Linked DNA regions of Triticum aestivum: region 1 is linked to region 2. Evidence: chromatin contacts called from public Hi-C data. All regions are on one chromosome and are shown on one strand. Each heading gives the region's core, a stretch centred on a gene start, on an enhancer-like site or on the middle of the called end of the contact. The rest is flanking DNA. Distances are from core to core; before and after follow the strand shown.

Evidence for each region. Hi-C and Micro-C count contacts between places; a contact is called where the count stands out from the background.
Region 1: a Hi-C map of leaf shows a contact between it and region 2, with 5 times the contacts expected there. The contact joins the promoter of LOC123159595 here to the promoter of LOC123161975 in region 2. A contact is called at or near these places in 2 of 5 Hi-C or Micro-C datasets (both in leaf).

What each region holds. Positions count from the first base shown.
Region 1 is chr7B:528,601,114-528,606,967 of IWGSC CS RefSeq v2.1, reverse strand. LOC123159595 (FCS-Like Zinc finger 5) reads right to left here and starts at 2,954. Exons shown (of 2, transcript XM_044577412.1): 1 at 2,591-2,954; 2 at 1,899-2,445. The coding sequence starts at 2,811. The coding sequence ends at 2,220.
Region 2 is chr7B:528,182,924-528,189,264 of IWGSC CS RefSeq v2.1, reverse strand. LOC123161975 (CASP-like protein 1E1) reads left to right here and starts at 3,574. Exons shown (of 2, transcript XM_044579778.1): 1 at 3,574-3,978. The coding sequence starts at 3,710.

The sequences.
Region 1 (5,854 bases), core at 1,705-4,204, 420 kb before region 2:
ATTAGCTCAAATCGAGCGGCCAATGCGCGACCGGCGGAACACTCGGCCGGTTCGCCGGCACTAAACGTTTCCCAAAAGAAATAGTATAATATTCCCAGGCACGGCACCAGGCGCACCCAGGCGTCCCTCTTCCAACGCCTGGTCCAGGCTAAGTAGGATGTCTAGTTTATACTCCAGGCTAATCAAGTTGTCCCATCAACAGGCCAGGCTAGCACTCAATTTTTTAGGCATGAACCAAACACTATCCAGGCACACCTCAGGCATGCTCCAGGCCAGGCATGATTGAACGTGGACACGATCCAAACTGATCCTTATATTTAGGAGCAGAGGGAGTACTTATTTGTTTCCTCCTTTCTCTGTTACCATTGTGTTTCTAGCTCATTTAACATATGGTTTTGAACATCTTGCACATGTGTATTATTTGCAAGTGCTCTAACAAAAAGAGTTATACACATGCCACCGGAAGTTGAGAAACTACTGGTATGGTGGGATCATCGAAATCTGTCTGTGCAGAAGGTGTCATTGAGTCCCAGAGTCGAAATCTTGTAGCTCTTCCACGTAGTACTCGAAGAACGGGTCTGCCGCCAAATGGAGGTCACTCACAAGTGACAAGTCCCTCTCTTAGGGGTGATAAGATCAACTGCTGCTGCATAAGAGAAGGTAGCATAGAATAAAGTGCAATTTGTTGTCAAGTAGAATTCCATCGCTCTCTACCGTCGTGGCGCTCTCACCGGTCGCCCCTCTCCTTTGCAAGCACTTGTTCCAACATTCATAGGCTCTCCTGTCCTTCTCAGGCGTGAGCTTGATGCCTTGGAGGGCCTACGACTTTGCTCTTTACTTGCTGTCACACTCCAGCTCTTGGAATATCTCCAGTGGCATGTCACTACTGATTATTTATTCGGTCGCGTGTGGGATTGTTGATGGCTCCGTTGATTTTAAACCCAGAACCATACACCATACATCATATCTTAAAGTAGAATTGAATCAAGCATCATGGCCTTTATTTATGTCTTAGTAGTTCATTATTTTTCTGTGTGTTCCCATTCTCTCCTGCCACTGGTTCCAGGAATATGTTAAGTAGCTGATTCTGGATGTTGCATGATTGGTTTGCGAATTTTAATTTTTGTCCCGGGAAAAAGTTTGCCAATAGGCGCGCTCGGGTGTCGCCGATAGTTACTGCCACTTGTTCCTGTTGCCCTCCTGTATAAAAGGGCAAGTTGGGCGGTCATTTATGTCTGTTTTCCAATTGAGAGGCTGACAGGCGCAAATCAAGAAAAAAAGTTCCACCTAAGGATTTTCCTTTGTAATAAGAACTGAAAGGGAGATGGAAAGATATGTTGTTTCGGTGATCTGATCACCGAGATCGGAGTTGCTAACTCATGTAAGATGTTCCCTGGCGCATGAGCATGACAGCAATGAAGCGCAACACATAACAAAGTTATAGAGTAGCCATTTGGATAGGAGTGTAGGTCACAGTAAAGGCGCAACAAAGAAACAACTTTCATCCAAAGTAGATGAAAATGATTGATTTACAGGAATTTATTTGCACATCTCTCCTGGTGGGAAGTTTTCTTCCTAAGAACCAAATTTCTGCAAATATCTTGTGAAGAATCTACGGTCCAGAGAGCGACATGATGGACGCTCTTATGTAAATATTTATGCAGTTTTATCTTAAGAAAAGTCTCATTGCGAACATGTATCAGAGCGACAGAGCCTACAAGGCATCGCTAGAGGCACTCTGAAGTTTTTTTAAGAAAATTATTAGAAAAACACAGTGGTGCCAATTACTACTATGGATCCGGTCCTGTAGGTTTCTTCTTGTAACATAAGCTCGGAGAAGGATACGTCTACTACTGATGCAGAAGACTAGCATACACAGGAAGAAGCAGGGTATCATATCATTGAGAAGAAGAACACACGCTCAGATTAACGTGTCCCGAAGAAGACTCGAAAGCTAAGCTTGATCGATGAACTCCAGCTAGTACTATGTAGAGCTGATGATCCACTTTAGCATACACAGCAATAACATGCAGGAAAACATTTTGAGATCCATGACTCAACTATACATCTCTCCCCTCTTGCTTGTTGATAGCATTCGGACGAACTGCTGTTATAATCAGTTCGTTTTTTAGCCACCTAGCGATCTATAGCCAAGGAAGATCGATCCATGGTGCATGCGCAGCCGATACGTGCACGAGCGCGCCGACGAGCATACGGTGTTAGCTGGCGGCCACGGGAGTGCGCGCCACCGCGCCGAGGTTGGCGATGGTCGGCCGGCGGTGCACCATCGACGCCGTCGTCGCGCCCGCCGCCTCGCGGCGCGCGGTGCCGGCAGCCTGCTCGGCCGCGGCCTGCTTGCGGTGCCGGCGCGCCGCCGCGTGGAGCGCCTCGTCCATGGCCATCTGGTCCTGCCTGCACTCCTCGCCGCAGAACGCCGCGTCACCCCTGCACAAACCAACGCCCGCATCAGCACCAAGAATCATCACCTGTGAAGTTGTGATCTTCTCGCCGTGGAAATAAAAGAGAATCAATTGCGGTTGCAGGCTGCAGCAGTAGGCAGTAGCGCTAGATGAATTTAGCTTGCTCGTACTTGTACATGAAGATGTCGCGGTCGCGGGAGATGCTCCTCTTGCAGAGGAAGCACGAGTCGAGGAAGTGGTGGCGGGCAGCAGCGCCCGGCTTCACCCGGAAGAACCTCGACGCCACCATGACGTACCGCTCCTCGTCCCCCTTGACGGCCGTCGCAGCCATCAGCAGCGAGGACGACGACGAGAGCGACGCCGCCGCTGCGGTGGAGGCGACCTCTCCCATGTGTATGCTCGCGCGCGCGTGGCAGGCACGGCCGCCGTTGCTCCTGAGAGGAGAGTGATGCGTGCGTGCGTGCGTGCGTGCTCGGGTGGTGCGCCTGGGCACGCTTGCTTGTTAGTTTGGCGGATGGAGGTGACCGGGCCGGGGTTATATACGACGGAGGGCACGGAAGCCAGCCCGCTTTTGTCTGTTTGCATGCGTGCCGTTGGTTGTGCTCCGTGACGAAACCATGGGTGGTAGGAGAGGAGTGTGAGGGAACCTGTTGGCTGGCCGGGAAGTCGATGGCCGGATCGAATCAAATCAATCATGCAGCCATGGAGAGGGGCCAGATACCTGACCGGCAACTTTTCTTTCCCCTGAAACTCTCAGTCCATCAGTTAACAAGCGTTTTATCTGCCCTGCAGGCAGGCTGCAGTGCAGTGATCAAAATACTTGTTAACTTTGGTTTTGCCTCCTGGCGCACGTGCATTGTTAGTCATCCCTGAATTCTTCCGGTGGAAGCTGGGATCTTTCCAGGGTGGTGGCCTGGTGGTGCGATCTTCTGGCGCCGAATCCGGCGTATGAAATCCAGCTCTCTGGGTCCGGGGGCGGTGGACGGGCTGACGGGCACAGCGGCCAGATTAGTAGTCTCGTTGGTTTCTCCGTCGACCGCGCGCCTAGAATCTGTGGAACGGGAAGAAGTGAAGCAGGTGTACGCCGAGCATTGTGGCTGTGATCATGACCGGAGCGGGCAACTAACTAGAATATGATCAGGGCTGAAAATGAAGTGATTTGTTTTTGGTTTTTGCGTGGGAAAATGAAAATGGAGAGGGAATGTGGAATTGAACACCCCCCCCCCCTCCCCCCCACAACTTCTTCTTGAGTTGGCAATGGCATCCTACCCAGGATTCGTGGGAGGGGCGCTCTGGTGCGTACCTCACTGTATGCGATGATGCGGCAATATTTATGCCCCATCAAAGGTGACATTGATAATCTCGCTGGCATCATGAGAGGATTTGGAGATGTCACGGGCCTATGTACTAACTTTCACAAGAGCTCGGCGGTGCCTATTCTATGCGATCATATCAATCTTGAGCAAATTGTGCGAAGCTTACAGGCCACAAAAGCCTCCTTCCCAATGCGTTATTTGGGGTTGCCCCTATCTGTTTTGTGCCTTAAAAAGGTGGATCGTCTCTGGCACCTCGTGGACAAGTTTGTAGGAAAGGTAGTCACTTGGTAGGTTCAAAACATAATCTTCATTGGTCGCACGGCCCTCGTCAAGCCGGTGATCACCTCCCAAACCACTACTTTATCACACCGCTTGTAGTTTCGTCGGGCATATTCCACGACATCAACAAGCTCGAACGAGCTTTCATTTGGTCTGCTTCAGACAAGACGACCGAAGAAAAATGCAAGGTCAACTCAAAGGCGGTTTGTCAACCTTCAGAGTATGTTGGATTAGGTGTGCTCAATACCGACAAATTCATGCGTGCTCTTAGGTAACCTTGGCCTTGGTATAAATGGAAAGAGACTTCCAAGTTTTGGGTAGGGATGGGAAACCCATGTGATGAGGATGATCCCAACTTCCTCTATGCTTCTTCCACCGTCTCCACCGGCAATGGTGCGAAAACACCATTTTGGAGCTCGTGTTGGCTTCTTGGTCGTAAACCCATGGATATTGCACCTCTTATCTTTGAGGCTTCCTCAAGAAAAAATGGAAAGTTCGAGAGTCACTTCATGGCAATGCATATGTGAATATTTCACACTTTGGATGCACCTTAGATGTTAACCTTGATGACCAAACCAAAGGTGATATCGTTTGGAAGCACACAACCTTGGGTCAAATGGTATGAAAGGCTTGGGCATGGCCAAAAGTGAAATTTGCCGCTTGGTTGGCTATTCAAGATCCAATTTGGATAGACTATATATTGGCAAAGCGTGGATGGCAGAATTGTTGGCTATGCCCACTTTGCAAGAGAGTCCAAGAATCCAGTGATCACATATTCCTCAAGTGTCGGTTCACCTTGCGCCTATGGAGTGTGGTGATTGACAAGCTTCATCTAACCAACATTGACACGTCCCTTTGGCACCTCGAACGCTCCGTCAAGGATTGGTGGTCTAGTCGTCCTAGCTTTAGTATATCCAATAGGAAGGCCATGGCATCTTTAACCTTGTTGGTTTCTTGATCAATTTGGCACGAGGGAAACGCTGGAGTCTTCCATCATAAGTGCGCCCCAATGACAGTTCTTAACACGGTGATTGACGAGACAAAGCTTTGGATCGCCGCAGGGGCTAAGCATCTAGGCAATTTGATGGCGAGAGAGTAATCCTTTTGTTTGTAAGGGGTGATTGTAACACAAACGTTATCCCCTTCTTGTTTAATGTATGAGGCAAATCTTTTGCTTCTATTTCAGGAAAAACTAAATATTATGAAACAAAATTTCTTACACGGAAGCGAAAATGGAATAGCGTTTTTCGTGTATGGAGCTTTCCGTTTTCTATGTCTATGTGGGTTAGTCCGGCACTCGATAAAACTCATGTAGTGGCATATTAACCATAACACAAATACCTAATAACTCATGTTGTTGGGACAAAATCTCACCTTGCTGGCCGTCGCCTCCGCTGTGAAGACAACGCCACTTTCTGAAAAAATGTGGCAGCAATTACTTCCGTTCATTTTCGTTTCATTTTCATACCTAAATGTGATGGTGGTGATCATTAATGGTTGTTGTTGTCATTTGCTGCAGTTATTCTCGTCATCCTTTTTCTTACTTTTGTAATAATATGGTTGCATGTATTCCCCATATGTAGCTCTTGAATCATATTGTTTCAGAAGTCGGAAGTAATTGATATTTTCTCAATATTATCAGGGACCAATTATAATGAGTCATTTATCAGTCACCACTAGATCTTAATCCAACGGTCCAAAATAGAACCTCCCTCCTATCTTCTTCTTTTTGGCTGCCCTGTCCTAACCACCGGCCTCAACAACCAGCGGCCGGCGGGTGCTACCGCGCACCGCCTCGCCGCCCCGCCCTCTCCTCAACCTCCCCCACCGCTGTTGTTG
Region 2 (6,341 bases), core at 2,325-4,824:
GGATAACCATGTCTATTTCTATAAGGAGTTTGCTTATCAAGCCTGACTTTTGCCTCAATATGTGTCCCATCAATTGCTCCTAGGCAGTTCTGTTGGGATTTTTTGTTAGTCAAAAAATAAAGTTTAAATGGTGTTGTCCTTCTATTTATGAAAATCATATGTAAAAGAGTATCTGCTTCTAATAGCAAACATACCTTGAAATATGGGTAGAATCTTGCGTCACCCAATATTTTTGATGAGACTTGATTGCTTGAATCTGTTATGCAAACATCACACAAACCATTTATGGCGTCTAAAACTTTGTTGAAGTGTCGGCTGATTGGTTCGCCAGAATGCTGATATCTATCTTGGATGACGCGGTTTCTAACATTGTGACCAATTGTATGTAGAAACATGAGTAGTTGTTCGTCCACTGTCATTCGATTTGTATCCTTGAGTAACTTCCTCTCACACAAAGCATCCCGCAACAAGTAGAATGTGTGCTTCTCAAGACGAAATTGTTCATAAAATCTAACTGGATGTCCCTCTAAAAACTCTATCGTTTTCTGAGCACCAGTTAATATAGAAGTGTTGTGGGGCGTTCTGAATAACCTTGTGAACAACACATCACGAAACAAGGACACTGCAGAAATGTTATTAATAAGCACTTGCTCGGAATCAGAAAGTTCATCATCTGGCACATCCGAAATGTTCATAGATCCCTGCACGATTTGCACAGTTGACCATATCATCTCTGGATAATTGTTTTAAAATGTAATAGTGCTGAACCGGACAATGAACAATACCAAACTGAAAACAATATTTATTACTTCACACAAACTGACAAAATATAAGTGAAATTGTTTTCTGAATCTTGTAAAGTGCAACAACAACTGAAATAAAATACTATGCTCAAAGGTTTATTACAAAAATTCTAAGGATCAAGAATCCAGAGCTTCCGCGTCTCTTCATCCATCTCAATGAAAATGGCCCGTTTATCACCATCTGTAAATGCCTTTACCGCTTTTAGTTTCTCTTTGGGATCTAGATTACTCATGCTATTTAGTATTGCCATACAAGATTTAACCGAGTAAGCTTTAGTTTGTTGTGCTACTGTTTTCTTTGCTTCAGCAATGCTAAGTGATGCATCTGCAAGGCGATCAATTGCTATTATGGCATCATCGGCTGTCCGTTTTTGTCCTCTTGCAGTTTCCTTGGATCCACTTCCAGGGGACTTCTTTTTTTCTGGCTCAATGGTAGTTGACTTCTTGGTGAAGACACCAGGGGAAGCATTGATTTCATCAGAATCGATGTCATGTACTTCAACTTCCGTATTGAGATCAATTTGTGAAGATTTGGTCGTACATGTACCATCATTTCCTTTGCTAGATACAACACCAGCTCCAGATGCTGTTGAACTAGCACATATGGCTTGAAGATCTATCCAACTAGGCCACACCTTATCTCGATATTCTTGGATAGCCTTATCCTTCTGCAAGTTGTTTAATGTTTTTGTTAATAATAGGATATGGAAACTTTATATGAATTCTACTCGAACAAACTTACCTTAATTAGTTCTACCCAAATATCTTCTGGAGCTTTTATCATTTTGTCATCGTCATCCCAACCAAATCCCGTGAGTTTTAGAAGTCTGTCCATGGTGCTCTAGCAACTCCTGTAGTACTTATGACGATTTTTCAGTTGTTGTAATTCAAGTTTTTCTACCCTTGAATCATTGAATTGTTCTAAGATATCACGCCATGCTTTCTTTGTGTAACCTGTTCCTTCTTTTCCTCCATGTAGGCTTTGATCTTTTAATATATTCAGCAGTATTTTGTCCTCTGAAGATTTCCATACATGGCGCTTAGCTTTATCTGTGTTTTCCTTCTTAATTTTCTTTTCCTTCTCATCATCCATATTTTTCTACAGAGAGGATACAAGAAGCAATAATGGAAGATGAGTCATTTGATTCAAAAGGAATAAATCTACGAAGTGGAAGAAAATGAGCATGCCACTAATCCTTTGTTCATGCTATGACTGGACACTTGAATTTTTGTCGCTTGTTTGTCTAACGGGATGTTCACATCCCTTATCGGTTATTTTCCTAGGTTGCTGCCAAGATCTTTAATTTTCTATTAAATCTGGTCTCGCTTGCCCCACGTACTGCTATCAACATCAGATGACATCACAAGGTATTCTAATCTTCATCTGCTTACTGCTTAGCTCTTACTGCACACTATATATTCTGGATAAATATGATTGATACTTATGGAAAATTATCCTTACAGTGTGCTTTAAACTGCATCCTTGTCATGAAAAATTAACTACTGCACGTGATATATATAGTCATCGATAATCTAATTGTGGTTCGGTGTTAGATCATTTTAGTATGTATATAGGCATTCATAGTGCAATCTGATTCTCTTATGTGCCACATGTTCATATTTACGGTACTCCCTAATCAGAGTTGCCTCTAATTTTTCCTTCAACAGTGCGTGTTATCATTTAGATTAACAGATTACTAGGTTGTTGGATCTACTATGTCCTAGGAATTGCCCATATGAAATTATCAGAGGTTTTATGCAAAATAGGGTTCACTACCAAATAGATTAATTCAATCAACAGTACCATGAAATATTTACAAACACAAATTCGTACTGCTGTGTAGGATGGTGAAGCCATGGAACCTGATTGAAGATGGGAAGACTGATTGAAGGTGGGAAGACGATGCACGGAAAGCCTGAAGGAGATGTGGAGCCTTATTGAAGATGACCAACTTCAGATCCAAGGTCAACGTCTCCCATCCAGTGCCTGTCACGGGGATCACAGCCAGCCCTTTGCGATCTGGGTGTATAACATGCGGGAAACAAAGTCTGTCTTTTATAGGCAGTGAAAAGGGCGTGAGTTGAGACGCAAAAAGCAGAATTGGCGCCATCTGAGGTTGTTGAGGAATAGGCGGGGGCGGAGAAAGGCAGTTGCATCTGTATATGCTAATCGCGTTTGTGGAAAAACGAGTAATACTAGTTTTCCCACAAACCCGGAATTATGGGTTTTTGGGAAACGAGTTTCCCCTATCCACGGGGTTGTTGGACGAGCCAAACAAGATTATTTACGGTTAGGCAGTTTCCTTGGCTTACGTAGATTGCGATCTCTATATTCCTCTTACCCAAACAACGGCCCAGCAAGCACGTTGAAACAGGTACACATGCAACACACATGAATCTTGACAAATAAATCATGTGGTAGACAACTTAGAGTTCATGTAGATGTTAATTAGCAAATCTCAAAGCAAAAACACAAGTCCTGGTGCTTGAATCCACCGGCTAGAAATTTAGATGTGAAGTAGTAATATATTGCATCTAGATGTAAAATATCAAATACTGTTTGAATTAACCGAGACTTGAGAAAATTTGAGCTGACTCCACTTATTATTATCATTATTATTTTTTGCGAAAATTTGAGCTGACTCCACTTATTGGGCGGCAAAAATCCCAGTCGACTTCAGTTCGTTACCCGTTAAGACGGTGAGCGGTAGCCATGCTCATCGCGGTGACCCCAACCTACTCCCAACCATAAGTACCGATCCCCGTCCAACGCATTCTTGCATAGAGCCAACCACGCCTAGCCTGCTCCTTCTCTCAGGTAGCGAGTCAGTGACGCACGCTCTCCGTGCCACACCACGACCGCACCGTTCTACCCGCTTAGCTACCCAAGAGACCGGCGTCCGGCAATGGAGTCGCGGGTGAAGCCCGGGTTCAGCGGCGCGGGCAGCCTGTCCGGCAGCCGGAGGAGCTACATGGGGGCGGCGGCGCCTAGCAAGCCGGCGGTGGACGGGTGCGGCGTGGCACTGCGCGTGTTCATCCTGGCGGCGACGCTGGTCGCCGCCGTGGTGATGGGCCTGGACCGGCAGACGGCCACCGTGCAGGTCACCATCGCCGACACGCTGCCGCCGCTGCAGGTCCCCGTCACGGCCAAGTGGTCCTACTCCTCCGCCTTCGTGTAAGCGCTCGCCCCCGTACTTTGGTTCTTTCCTCTTCCTGGCCACCAGCACTACAATTAATTACACATTCACACGACGCTATCGTTCTCCGGTGAACAGCTCTCCTGGATTTGTTGATTTCTTTCTGCTTCCTTTAATCTGTTTGTTCGGTGGATTTTTTTTTTCGAGAGTACGCTAAAGGCGTACCATGCTTTTATAGAAGAGAAGAAAGAGTCAAGTACAAGGAGTTGATGATGGAAGATCCATCAAGGACGCACACCCTAACGCACTCTCGGAATTACCCTATGCCTACACTCTCACAAAACGTAGCAAAACCTCTACCTCCCAATCCCGCCGACCTCCACTCTTTGAGTTCCCCTAAAATGGCAAGGGCCAGGTCCAGCGCCGTCTTCTGCTGCTGGGTCCGGTGAAATACACGAGCGTTGCGTTGCTTCCAGAGAGCCCAGGTGGTGGCAATGACGATCGTGTCGAAACCACGCTTGGCGCCCTTCGAAAAAGGAGCTCTCCTTGCCAACCACCAGTCCAGCAGACAATCGCTCGGCTCCGGGATGACGCCATGCACCCTAAGAGCATCGAAGATGTAGTGCCAGACCTCTCTAGCGTAGACACATTGGATAAGGATATGTTCCGCATTGTCCTCCTCTTGGAGGCACGTGTAGCAGGCGGAGGAAGAGTCCTGCAGGCCGTGCCTAGCACTTCTATCCGAAGTCCAGATCCGATGCTGAACTATCAACCACACGAAGATTTTGCATTTGAGCAAGTCCCAGCTCTTCCAAATGCAAGCACCGAACGGAGCCCTCGCGCTACCCATGCATAGCCTGAAGTAGGTGGATTTAGCAGTGTATGTGCCCGAAGGGTCCGCCGGCGAGAAGGAGTCATGTTCGGTGGATATCGATCAGACGTTCATGATGCAAGTACGTCTGCAGCAGTAGTACGTCTGCATTGTATCTATCTGGCACAAAGATACAAGATCGATGCCGCGTACGTTTGCGAAATGGGCCAGCCAAGCACATGCAACCAACCAATTATATATTGTCATTTTCATTAATTAGGAAAGTTTGCTGCACTGGAGTATTACTGTAGTCCAGTCAAGGCCAACAAATACATGCCATTTCTGCCGAAAGCACCTCTATAGCTAGCAGCGTTTGCCGCTCCAGACACAGCAATTTCCTTTTCATTACTTAGGCAAATGTGCTTGCACGCACTTTCACCATCTCCTCCATATTTCCGTACGGATTCTCCGGTGAGAAGGATCGATGGTCCGCAAGAAATGCAGTGTCGTGCGTGTCCGTCCAGCTGATTCCTACCGCTCACTGCTCGATCGAACCTTTAGTTTCCACGTGCAAACAAGACATTCTCTTTCTCCTACCTAGAAAGAACCTTTGCAGTGCACCATAGACAAGGATGCCGCAACAAACTAGAGTAACTATGAACTAATTAATGGGTAACAAGACCAATTCGCTCGAGGCCTAAGGGCCGATAGCTTTTGTGCCCATCAAGAACACGGTGCAAGTAATGGGCACGTCGATCTTTCTGGTGGTGGTCGGGAAGAAACTGCAAAACGATTTCCTCTTCGTCCACGCCCAGAAACGCATGAATCTTCAGTGGACCGCGTACGTGGCTGGCTGGCCCGACCGATCGGCCGATCCGCGCGGCATTTATTGCGGAAAGAGATGGATGGATAATCAGATGGGTGCATGCATTAAGTCCCAGCTCATCCGTCACATCCACGGTGGGGCAGACGTGCTCATCCTGATGGATGTGCTCCGGCCCAAGCCAGCAGCCACCAAGCGATTTGGCCTTTTACAAAAGGCGGAGATATATGGGATACAGATAGAGATTTCCGAAAGGATTGTCGAGATCATGCTTGTTGAGATCGATTCTTTTCGGCCAGAGACGTGTCCGCTTGTTTCATCAGAGTTCATGAAAATGAAACAGCAGCAGTATACATATGTTGTGTTCTTTTGTCGATAAAAGGATTGCTTAATAGGCTAGGTTGACGTTGCTTAATTAGTAGTTAGTACTCATGGATTAATTCCGGGAAGTTCATCTTTCCTGCTAATTGTTAGAGATGTTGTTCGTACACATTGTGTGCAACTAATTTAGGGGAAACATACATAGCTATTAAGGACTACTACAAAGGAATTTAAGCACGAAAATGACGTAGATCCCTGATACAGTACGCACATTCAACATCATGAACAGCTAGACGTCCGGACCGGACAGGCACATTCAATACGTGTCATCACCTGAACCGCTCTACGCCTGTGTACATCGGCAGCGTTCCAACTGTATGCACGGCGCTAACACTTGGGCAGCGAAATTCGATATATTCTCCTTAAACTTTGTAATAATATTGTTA